Linked DNA regions of Triticum aestivum: region 2 is linked to region 1. The links are chromatin contacts, called in public Hi-C maps. All regions are on one chromosome and are shown on one strand. Each heading gives the region's core, a stretch centred on a gene start, on an enhancer-like site or on the middle of the called end of the contact. The rest is flanking DNA. Distances are from core to core; before and after follow the strand shown. Region 1 holds the start of LOC100873117 (transcription factor DIVARICATA). Region 2 has its middle 110 kb from the start of LOC123093397.

Evidence for each region. Hi-C and Micro-C count contacts between places; a contact is called where the count stands out from the background.
Region 2: a Hi-C map of leaf shows a contact between it and region 1, with 5 times the contacts expected there. The contact joins the enhancer-like site here to the promoter of LOC100873117 in region 1. A contact is called at or near these places in 2 of 5 Hi-C or Micro-C datasets (both in leaf).

The regions. Positions count from the first base shown.
Region 1 is chr1B:506,828,999-506,833,912 of IWGSC CS RefSeq v2.1, reverse strand. LOC100873117 (transcription factor DIVARICATA) reads left to right here and starts at 1,639. Exons shown (of 2, transcript XM_044554538.1): 1 at 1,639-2,565; 2 at 2,661-3,649. The coding sequence starts at 2,084. The coding sequence ends at 3,090. LOC123135460 (a long non-coding RNA gene) reads right to left here. Exons shown (of 3, transcript XR_006466014.1): 3 at 4,206-4,677.
Region 2 is chr1B:506,979,505-506,984,338 of IWGSC CS RefSeq v2.1, reverse strand. No RefSeq gene overlaps it. Among protein-coding and RNA genes, the nearest start is that of LOC123093397, 110 kb to the left of the region's middle. Within about 2 kb of position 2,373, at least 3 of the 8 cell types and tissues checked have an H3K27ac peak or open chromatin away from gene starts, as enhancers often do. A contact at or near this core is called in leaf, where this site is marked.

The DNA of each region.
Region 1 (4,914 bases), core at 390-2,889:
ATTACTGCAAGGAGCTTATGGGGCAACAACCCCTCTCTTAATGCATGACATTAGTTGCTTCAAATTTTACAAGAGTTGTCTGAAATCATAGCAAAGTTGTTGCATGTTTTTTACTTCTGCATAGAGGATGCATGCTATTTTTTACTACAAGGAACTCATATGGGGCAACAGACCTTTTTTACATGCCTGATAGTAGTTGGACTCATTGGATGGTTAAAAGTGTCTAGAGAGGCCGATTTCGATATTTGGGGCATTTTGGTGATCCACGTTGGAGTTTTCTTTATGTTAGGCGATTTAGAGGTGAAAATAGTCAATTGATAGTCATGGTAACCGACTTACAAGGATCCTCCGTTGACAGGTAGTCATACTCGGAAAAATGAGTTGCTTTTCTATAGCCACTAAAGTTGGCTCTCTAGCACAAAAAGTTGCTCAAAAAAAAAGTTCATCGAAACCTATTCATATGGGATTTAGTTTTGAAGAACTCGTCGTGAAAAACCACCGGTGAAAACGGATTTGAATTTTGACATTCTAATCAAAAGTTACAAATTTTTAAAGTTTTTTATCCCCTAATAAATGCAAGTGGGAGCTAGCGCGCGGGAGGTTCTTCCTTTTCTGGGCTGTCCTGACGCGGCGCGGGGTAGGACTTTCCTTTGGGGGAGGGCGCTCGCTGGCCCGAACGGGAGCTCGGGCGCCAGGTAGCCATGTCCATAAAGTTTTTATAGAAGCTCTGGCTTGGATCTGCCTAAAATGAAATGTATGCTATATATACAGTGACAGGATTAGCTACCTAATCAAGGGAGAGCCACGTTGCCTTGAGAGGAGACGGCAACGCCAATTTTTAAATCGGAACGTGATTCCGATGTTCAAACCAAAACGATCCACGCTTGGTTATCACGTGTATGGGATACAAAGACACCCGGAGCATACGTGGCGCTGACGAGCGAATCGGGATGGCAACAAAGATGGTCGATGCGACGAATTTCTCACTCATGATCCAAATTAATGGCATCATAGTACAAAACCAGCAACAGCGGAAGGCGCCACCAACAAAAAATAGTGAAGAAACAATTTGTTACTTCTCCCTCCGTTTAAAAAATGTGTCGCTCGTTTTAGTTGAAAACCGTGAAACGTTTTCTCACCGTGCCAGAAAATGCGAAGAGTTTGTTGGGCGCCACAGAAATGAGGGGCGTGGACCTACCCTAAATGGAAGAGGCCGAGGACACAAAGTGCGTTTCCGGACAAGGGGAGGGCGGAATAATAAATGCTGCTACTGCTAGGACGAGACGAGTCGAGCTCCAGCCCCAGCCTTGGGAAGAGCGGCAAGCAACGGCCAATAAAGACAGAAAAGAATTCAATGAGACCAGGTCTCACGCGAGACTCATCCTGATGAATGACACGTGGCACTCACAAATCACAAAGCATCCTCCACCCCCCACTTAAAATCAAGGGGGGAGAGATTAGATGTTTTATGATTTGTGAATGCCACGTGTCATCTATCAGGACGGGTCTCACCTGCTAACCGTAAGACCTGGTCTCATATAATTTTTTTTTCAATAAAGACAGGCGACGTCGCCTGCACCCGCACAGCACAGCAAAGGCGCGCAGTTCTCCAGCCTGGACTGGTCCTCCCTCACACGCACGCACACGGCCGAAGCTCTCAGCTCGTCCTCCCCTCTCTCTGCGCCCTCTGTCTCTCCCCCTAGCACGCGGAGAGGCGGGAGAGAGAAAGCGAGAGGCGACTAGGCGAGGGAGGTGGGGGATCATCAGGAGGCTTTTGTTTGGTCGAGAGACCACAAACTCCACCACGGCCCAATCACCGAACCTCTGCCTTCTTTAAGCGCGCTCCCCTCCCCTCCCCTCCCCTCCCACGGTGGAGGCCGAATCACCTCCTCTCTGCCTCCCTCGACCCACTTTGGCATCTGCCGGACCGGGATCGATACCGCCGCCACGCATAAATACCGCCTCCCCTGCCACTGCCACTCCCCCTCTCCTCTCCTCTCCTCCGCGCCCCGACTACTCCCTCTCTTCCGTGGCTTTGCCTGAGAAACGCGGGTGGAATCTTGGTCGGCTGAGCCTGAGAGAGATGATGAAGCAGGAGTCGTGGATGGAGGTGCTGCCGGTGCCGCCGGCGCCCTACTTCGCCGGCCAGGCAGGCGGCTGGTTTTTGCAGGACCAGCGGGGCGGCGGCGGCGGCGGGGCGTGGTCGCCGGCAGAGAACAAGCTGTTTGAGGAGGCGCTCGCGCGTGTCGACGGGGACGCGCCGGACCGGTGGGAGCGGGTGGCGGCGCTGCTTCCCGGCAAGACGGTGGCCGACGTCATGAGGCAGTACGACGACCTCGAGAACGACGTCTGCTTCATCGAGGCGGGCCTCGTCCCCTTCCCCCACTACAACGCCAACGCCGGCGGCGCCGGCTCCCCGGCCTCCGAGTTCACCCTGGACTGGGACGGCGGCGGCGACCTGGCGTTCAAGCGCTCCTGCTACATGGCGGCCGGCAACGGCAAGCGCGGGCGCGGCTCGGACCAGGAGCGCAAGAAGGGCGTGCCCTGGACAGAGGAGGAGCACAAGTAAGCCCCTCCCGATTACTTAACCCACACATGTACGGCTTCAAATCTCGTTGCGCGTGTCGTTGATCGGTGGGACGAACTCCTGTTTGCCGTAGGCTGTTCTTGATGGGCCTGAAGAAGTACGGGCGAGGGGACTGGCGGAACATCTCGCGCAACTACGTGACCAGCCGGACGCCGACGCAGGTGGCCAGCCACGCGCAGAAGTACTTCATCCGGCTCAACTCCGGCGGCAAGGACAAGCGCCGCTCCAGCATCCACGACATCACCACCGTCAACATTCCCGACGACGACCACGCCAGCAACACCAACCCCTCGCCGTCGCCGCCCTCCGCGCTCACCGCCACCTCCTCCCCCCCGGAGCAGTTCGGCGCGCTCGTGGACAGCAAGCCGCCTCCTCTCGGCGGGCACCACCACTTCATGCCCCATCTCTACGGCAGCGTGAAACTGGAGGCCAGCAATAACGGCTACCACGGCGACTCTGTTCTGATGCAGATGCAATGCGGCCAGCTCCAGCCTCTCGGTTGACCAGCGGTTCCTTGGAGCAGCAGCAGCCCAGCCGCCATCGGAGAAAGCTGCCTCGTCGTCGGGCGTGCACGAGGAAGGAGAACCACCCAGCGTCGCACGTGCTCTTGGTCCCAGATCATCCATGCAGGAACACACTGGACGGACGGACGGACGGAGAGGGAGCACGAGATGAGGATGAGCGGCAAGGCAGCAGGATGGATACGGCATTTCTTCTGTGTACATAACGCCACGCCCACGGTGAAATAATTAGCAATATTCCTCTCTATTATTTGCTAGGACGTCCTATTTGCTACTCCCGAGCCATGGGAGACGCACTGGGAGCACTTGAGTTTGGGAAGCACACTAGCACAGGAGTACTGTACTACTAGCTAGACGCTGTGATTACACCTGCCCGAGTTTTTCTTTTTTATTTACTGTACTTTTGATGTATTTGGTCAGCTAGTTAGTGTCATGCATGTGGTAGTATTTGGACAGCAGCAGCATACCGTATGGTGTTCTTCTTTTCCCTTGTTGTAACGTGTTGATCTTTTGATTTGGGGGTATTAGCATTGCTCACCCTCTCATTGACCCCTGCTATATTAGTTAACTAGATCATTGATGGCGCGCACTGCTGCGCCCGTCTATTTTGACTTATATTTGCTATACTACGAAGTAATTGGTATACATTTGTTTGAAGTATTGTGTTTTCTTCTGGCTTTTGGTTATTTCCTCCGGCAACCTGGAGTTATGAAAAAATGCCAAAATTTTACAAGGCTTTGTGAATTTAACCTTTAGTTTTTTTTGAATAAATTTAACCTTTAGTTGAATGAATTTCTGATATTAATACACGTGCACGATCGGCACGGCACTTATACCGAATGACTCCAGTATTTCCATCAATAATGCCACTTGTCATTTTGTTATATTTCTATACCTTAGTTTTCTTCACGGTATGATTATTACTTCCTCCGTTCCTAAATATTTGTCTTTTTAGATATTTCAAATGGATTAGTACATACGGATGTATATAGATATATTTTAGAGTGTATATTCACTCATTTTGCTCCTTATGTAGTTACTTGTTCAAATCTCTAGAAAGACAAATATTTAAGAACGGAGTGAGTAGAATTTAGATGTTGATGTCCAACCTTTCCATAAACCAATATCCTATATGCACACATGCCTAGAGGATATTTTTTATTTTGTTTTTGGCATTGGAGAGCAAATCTGAACTGAAGGCCTGTACTATCTTGATGTTCACTTGTTGTACGTATATGGTTGAGAGGCATCAGGAAATACATACTCCCTCCGTCCGGAAATACTTGTCGGAGAAATGGATGTACCTAGATGTATTTTAGTTCTAGATACATTCATTTTTATTCATTTCTGTGACAAGTAATTTGGGATGAAGGGAGTACAAGTTATGCTACGCTAACGCTACACCATCTAGTGCCAACATGGTCCAGATGGTTATCGTTTTCCCTAGGCGGTTGTCATGGGAGAGACATGGACCAAGCATCGTTGTGAAGCAGAGCAAGCAAACACTGCTTCTGCCTGAGGCTGGAACAGATGGAGGCTGCCTGAGGTTAGGAGAGTTGCACATGCTTCCTAACACAAAGGAGGACTGTATTAGCAGTTGAGGGGAACCAAATTTAGGACATTAAATTGGCTATCATTGCAAATTAAAGTTTAGCAAGAAAAATGTTTGGAGTATCAGTTGGATATTATCTGTGAGCATCAATAAGGTTTGGTAACCATTTGGAGTATAAGGCTGGGAATCAGATTTTATGTCAAAGAAACTCTACAAATTGTTCCAAACAATTGAATCCATTGCCCATAATCACA
Region 2 (4,834 bases), core at 1,124-3,623, 150 kb before region 1:
TAGTTGTGAGCAGGCCTTGCCATTGGCTGGCAACACAAGTACGAGGAGTAGATCGGAAGCCGTACCGGTTAAATTAGACCCAAAGTACCCATCATCTGAATCCCGGATCCTCTACGCCGCCCGTACTTACTTAGAGCATGCTTGGATACGTTTTAGTCCCATGACTAAAAGTAGTGGGACTAAAACTTGCTAGTCTCACTCATGCTTGGATCCAAATACTAAAGAGACTAAAATCTAGTTATTGAGCATTTATTATCCTTCAAACCCTCCAATCCAGAACTAAGGAGAGGAATTAAATGAGAAGAGAGAGAGCTAATACATATTTTAGTAGGTTTCCCATGACTAAAAGATTTTAGCCTCAAAACTAGTCCTAGCCTCTCTTTAGTCAAGGGTGCTTGGAACTTTAGCCTCTAAAAGAGACTATTTTTAGTCAGACTAAAAATAGTCCCTTGTATCCAAGCACCCTCTTACTCTCAGTTGGCTGTGAACGTGGTGAACATAATCAGCTAACTGGCGATGCACTTTTTGCTCTCCAGATACCAAGCTTGGGACCAGTGGCGGAGCTTGAGAATAATTCAAGAGGGGGCCATTAGTCAAAAGGAACCAAATTAATAGGGAAGGAGGGGCTAATTTGTAGTTTAAACACTAATTAGGCTCATGACGTAGCTTATTCTTCAATGGATGCAAAAAATAAGGGGGGGCCATGGCCCCTGTTGGTCTCCACTAAGCTCCGCCACTGCTTGGGACGCTGTGACAGTAGTACAACAGTAAGGCCAACTCCACCGCGTGACCCATTCGTGATTCATCCGGTCCGAATTTGTCCGTTTGGGATAAAATAAGACCCAGCGGTAATACCTAAACGGACATGCACGTTCGTTTGTGTCCGCTTTTGTCCGGCTCAACCCCAAATCTAGACCAAATTTAAGCCACGAATGCTCCCGAACGGATAGAAAACGGACGCCCTCCTCGTCCCTCTCGTCCGCTCCTGTCCGCCCGTGCCTTCTCTCTGGCCCACAAATCAGCGACACATGGAGCAGCCGCGCCGCCGCAGCACGGGGCAGGGCGGGGCCGGCGCGCTCGGCCTGGGCGGCGGCGCGCGCGGGCGGTGCGGCGGCGAGCACAAGGCGGGGCGGGGCCGGCGAGCTCGGCATGGGGCGCGCGGGCGCGGGGGGTGGGGGGGGGGCGAGTGCGGTCGCGGCCAGGCCAGCCCGGCGCGGCGCTGGCCAGGCCGCTCGCGGCAAACGCGGGCGCGGCGCGGGGCGGCCGGTCGTGGCGAGCACGGTCGCGGGCCGGGCGTGCGGCGGGGCGCGGGCTGGCAGGGCGAGGCGCGCACGAGCGGCGAGGCGCGGGCATGCACGGGGCGAGGCGGGCGCGGAGCAAGGCGCGCGAGCTCGGCGCGGCCATGCACAGGGCGGGGCGAGGCGCGCGCAGGGCGGGGCGCGCTCGACGCGGCTCCGAGCGGACGCGAGCGCGAGGTGGCAGGGCGCTGCGACGAGCCGGGGCAGACCGTTTGAGTCCCAGAGGCATGTGCACGTTGGATGCAACGCCTGTCCGCCCCAGGATGTCCGCCCAATCGTTCCTCAAACGGACGCGCGCGGACATCCGGATGGGGTCGCGCGATGGAGATGGCCTAACTTGTAGCTGAAGTCCATTCCGCATCACTCACTGCAACTGCAGCTGTCCTCTTTGGCCGCCGCAGCAAATCCGGAGCAACTTTGACACTTTGAACACCAACCGATCTGAAAGGTGCGTGAGTTCGTCCTCCAGCTCCGGGTCGCCCGCTTTAATTATTCCGGCGAGCGCGAGTCCTCAATCCCCACTCGACACCGCACGCCGCTCCGGACGAGACAACCAGGATTCCTGCACCTGCCTTCCCCCACACGTACGTACGAGCATGTGAAAGAAATCACCACATGCAGGACGCCGGATGGAGGTGAAGTTCTCCCGGTGAACCTTCGTCTCCGGCGGACGACGCTCCACCGCTCCTTTTCTCCTGTAACATCAGGTAAAAGGGAACCCCACGGTGCTTTCATTAAAAAAAAATTGTCGAACCATACGAATGAGCATGGCAGGCCGAACTACACGTACGTGCTACTACTACTAGTTAGATTCTAGCGGTGGTGCCAGTGTAGCCGCCTGTTGCAACACATGGCCTTGGTACATGTTCTTGCCCGCGACGGGGAGAACCAATCAGTAACAACACGCCTGCAAAGAGGGAATCCTCTGTTGCAAGCATCATACGTAGATAGAGCACCATACTACAAAATTCCAGTCAGTAACTAATTAAGCGGCGTGCACCACACGTACTGGAGCTAGCGGTCGCAGACGGCGGTGGTGGGGGGTGGTAGTTGGTCACGCCGTACGGGACCGCATCGTGGGGGCGTGACAGCGAGGGATCCCATTCCCGTTCCGTCCGTCACCCATCGGCACGCCGGATGCATCCACCGGGGAAACCTCCACCAGAGAGGCTCCAAACAACAGCCCCCATCAGCGGGTGATGAGTAGAACAAACGTACTAATCCACTACCCCGGCCTACGTACGGAGTACTCCTGCGTGCCACGGTTCACACACCAGGCGATGGTCGTTGGTCGGTAATTGCTAGTTTAATCTGCTTTGGTAGTTAATTCCTGCCTGTCTTTGGATCCATGTTGTAGTAGGCAGCTTTGGTCCGAGTATGACAAGGGTCGGCGGAAGAATATGCATGGCGCGTGGACACCTCGAAGCGAGGGCGGTCGAAAGGAGGGGGAGGAGGAATACATGTCGGGTGCGCAGCGAGAGCGTGCGCATGCAGGCATTCCACCGCTCAAAGGCACCGCCGGCGGCACAGGGCTTTCGGCCTCGACTAGACAGCGCGCGGAAGAGAGAAGCATTCGAGCGACCATCGTCACACAGAGAGCTTTCTGTAAATCACTCCGGCGAGATTTGCCGTGTTAAGCATCTAAAGCCGAGCGCTCCGAACCCTCCTCAAATGCACGGATGGCTCACCCGGTTACTGATCAATCAGGAAATTTTGACTCGGACGAACTTCTCAAACGGGACTCAAATATCCGAGCTGACGGACACTCCCCATATTTACCCCAAATATAAGAAGGATATGAGGCGCCTGGGCGCGTCTATCACGTCGGACCCGGCCAACACTGACCCACCTAATCTCACATATATTCATCCTCATCTGCTCGCGCGGATCAAACCCTGATCACTTTACACTCCTCTTCTCTCCACTCCCTTCATCACCCTAACTCATCACCAGCGATTTCCGGCCATCTCCGACTTTGCGAGGGCGGATCTAACTCCGACCAATCCAGATCCCTCGACTAGGGTGTCATCCCGTGCGGGTTGGAGGAGGCAATGACGGTCCGCATTGCACTCCGCTGCTCCTGGGAGGGCAGCGCCCGGTCAATGGACGGATCTGTCCGGTTCGACTCCATTGCGTTGGCTCAACGGAAGCTCAAGTCCTTAGGGGCTGGATCATCGCAGTTCCGGCAGCCGGAAAATCTCTCCTTCCCCATCAACGGTCGGGCAGACTATGAGTCCCATCGGGAACGAGCAGCCCGTCGTGGGAAGGAGATGATAAGGGCCGGCGAGAACCGTATCGCCGTGGAAATGACATCGGTGGAGGCGGCTAATGCAGCGGCGCGGGTGGCCAAAGAGGAGGAAGCCATCAGCGCCCGCAATGTGAAGAAATGACACCGGAGGAACACATGCGCCCTCGCCCGAGAGCATAATCGGGCGGTCCGTGCCATGGTCGGACTTCCACCGAAGGAGGAGGAGGACAACGACAGTGAGGACAGCTCGGGCGACGAGGAGAACCGGCTTGATCTCTACTTTGTCTTCGACCGATACTTCGCGAGAAGGACGGCAAGGGCGCCGGGAAGGGCAAGGGCAAGGGCAGTCGTGGATATCTTCATCATAGCCAAACATACATAATTTTAGTAGTCCGATCGCATATTTGTGTAGTGTGATGGAGTAGCCGCATGATGTGTCATCGATGTAGTTGTATGAGTTTATATGGATTTGAGATATGATAATTGCGGTATACAGATGTGAATTGTATTATTCAAAGCGTGACCGATCAATGTCCGCAAAAGCGCCCGGGCGCTTCCCAAAGCCTTTAATGGACCGGATTTGCAAAGTTCGGCTATATATGCTCTTAACAGAATGATTTGCCATGCTAACAAAAAATAATTGTCATGATACAACAGAGAAAATGGCATGTGTTTTAAATATTTTTATATGCTGTAGTAGAAAGAATAGTCACGCGTTTCAAGGACCGACGTGTTTAGGAGTTATCATGCTACAGCATGTCGAATTGTCATGCTACGTAGAGTAGCTGCATATGCATTCAGTGATTGCCATACGGGGTCATTCCTTTAGAAGGGCATATCGAAGCGAACGATTGTGAAGGTGCATGAGATCGAACAGTGTGCTCCATGAAAATTGCCACGTATAACCGTCAAGATCGACGCGTGGGGTCTAAGAGCATCTAGAGCTGGACTCGGCAAATCCCGGCCCTCAAACACCTGCGGATGCGTTCGCGGACACTGACCAGTCACACCTCATACTTACTTCAATTTATCCGAATACCTCATAATTTCTTCAATGATTCGAGTACCTCATATTTCATCTCTCAAATCCATACAGATCATACAAAAGGAGTTCCTACGTACTATGTACACCATACTAGCCTAAATTAAGCTTCATCATCGAAGGTGTCCACAACGTCCGTGTCGGATGCCGGGTAGTTGGGCGCGTGAAGGGCTCCGGCACCTCCTCCGCATCCATATGCGCGAGCATCTCTTCGACGCCCGTGTCATCTGCCCCCTCCGCCTCCTA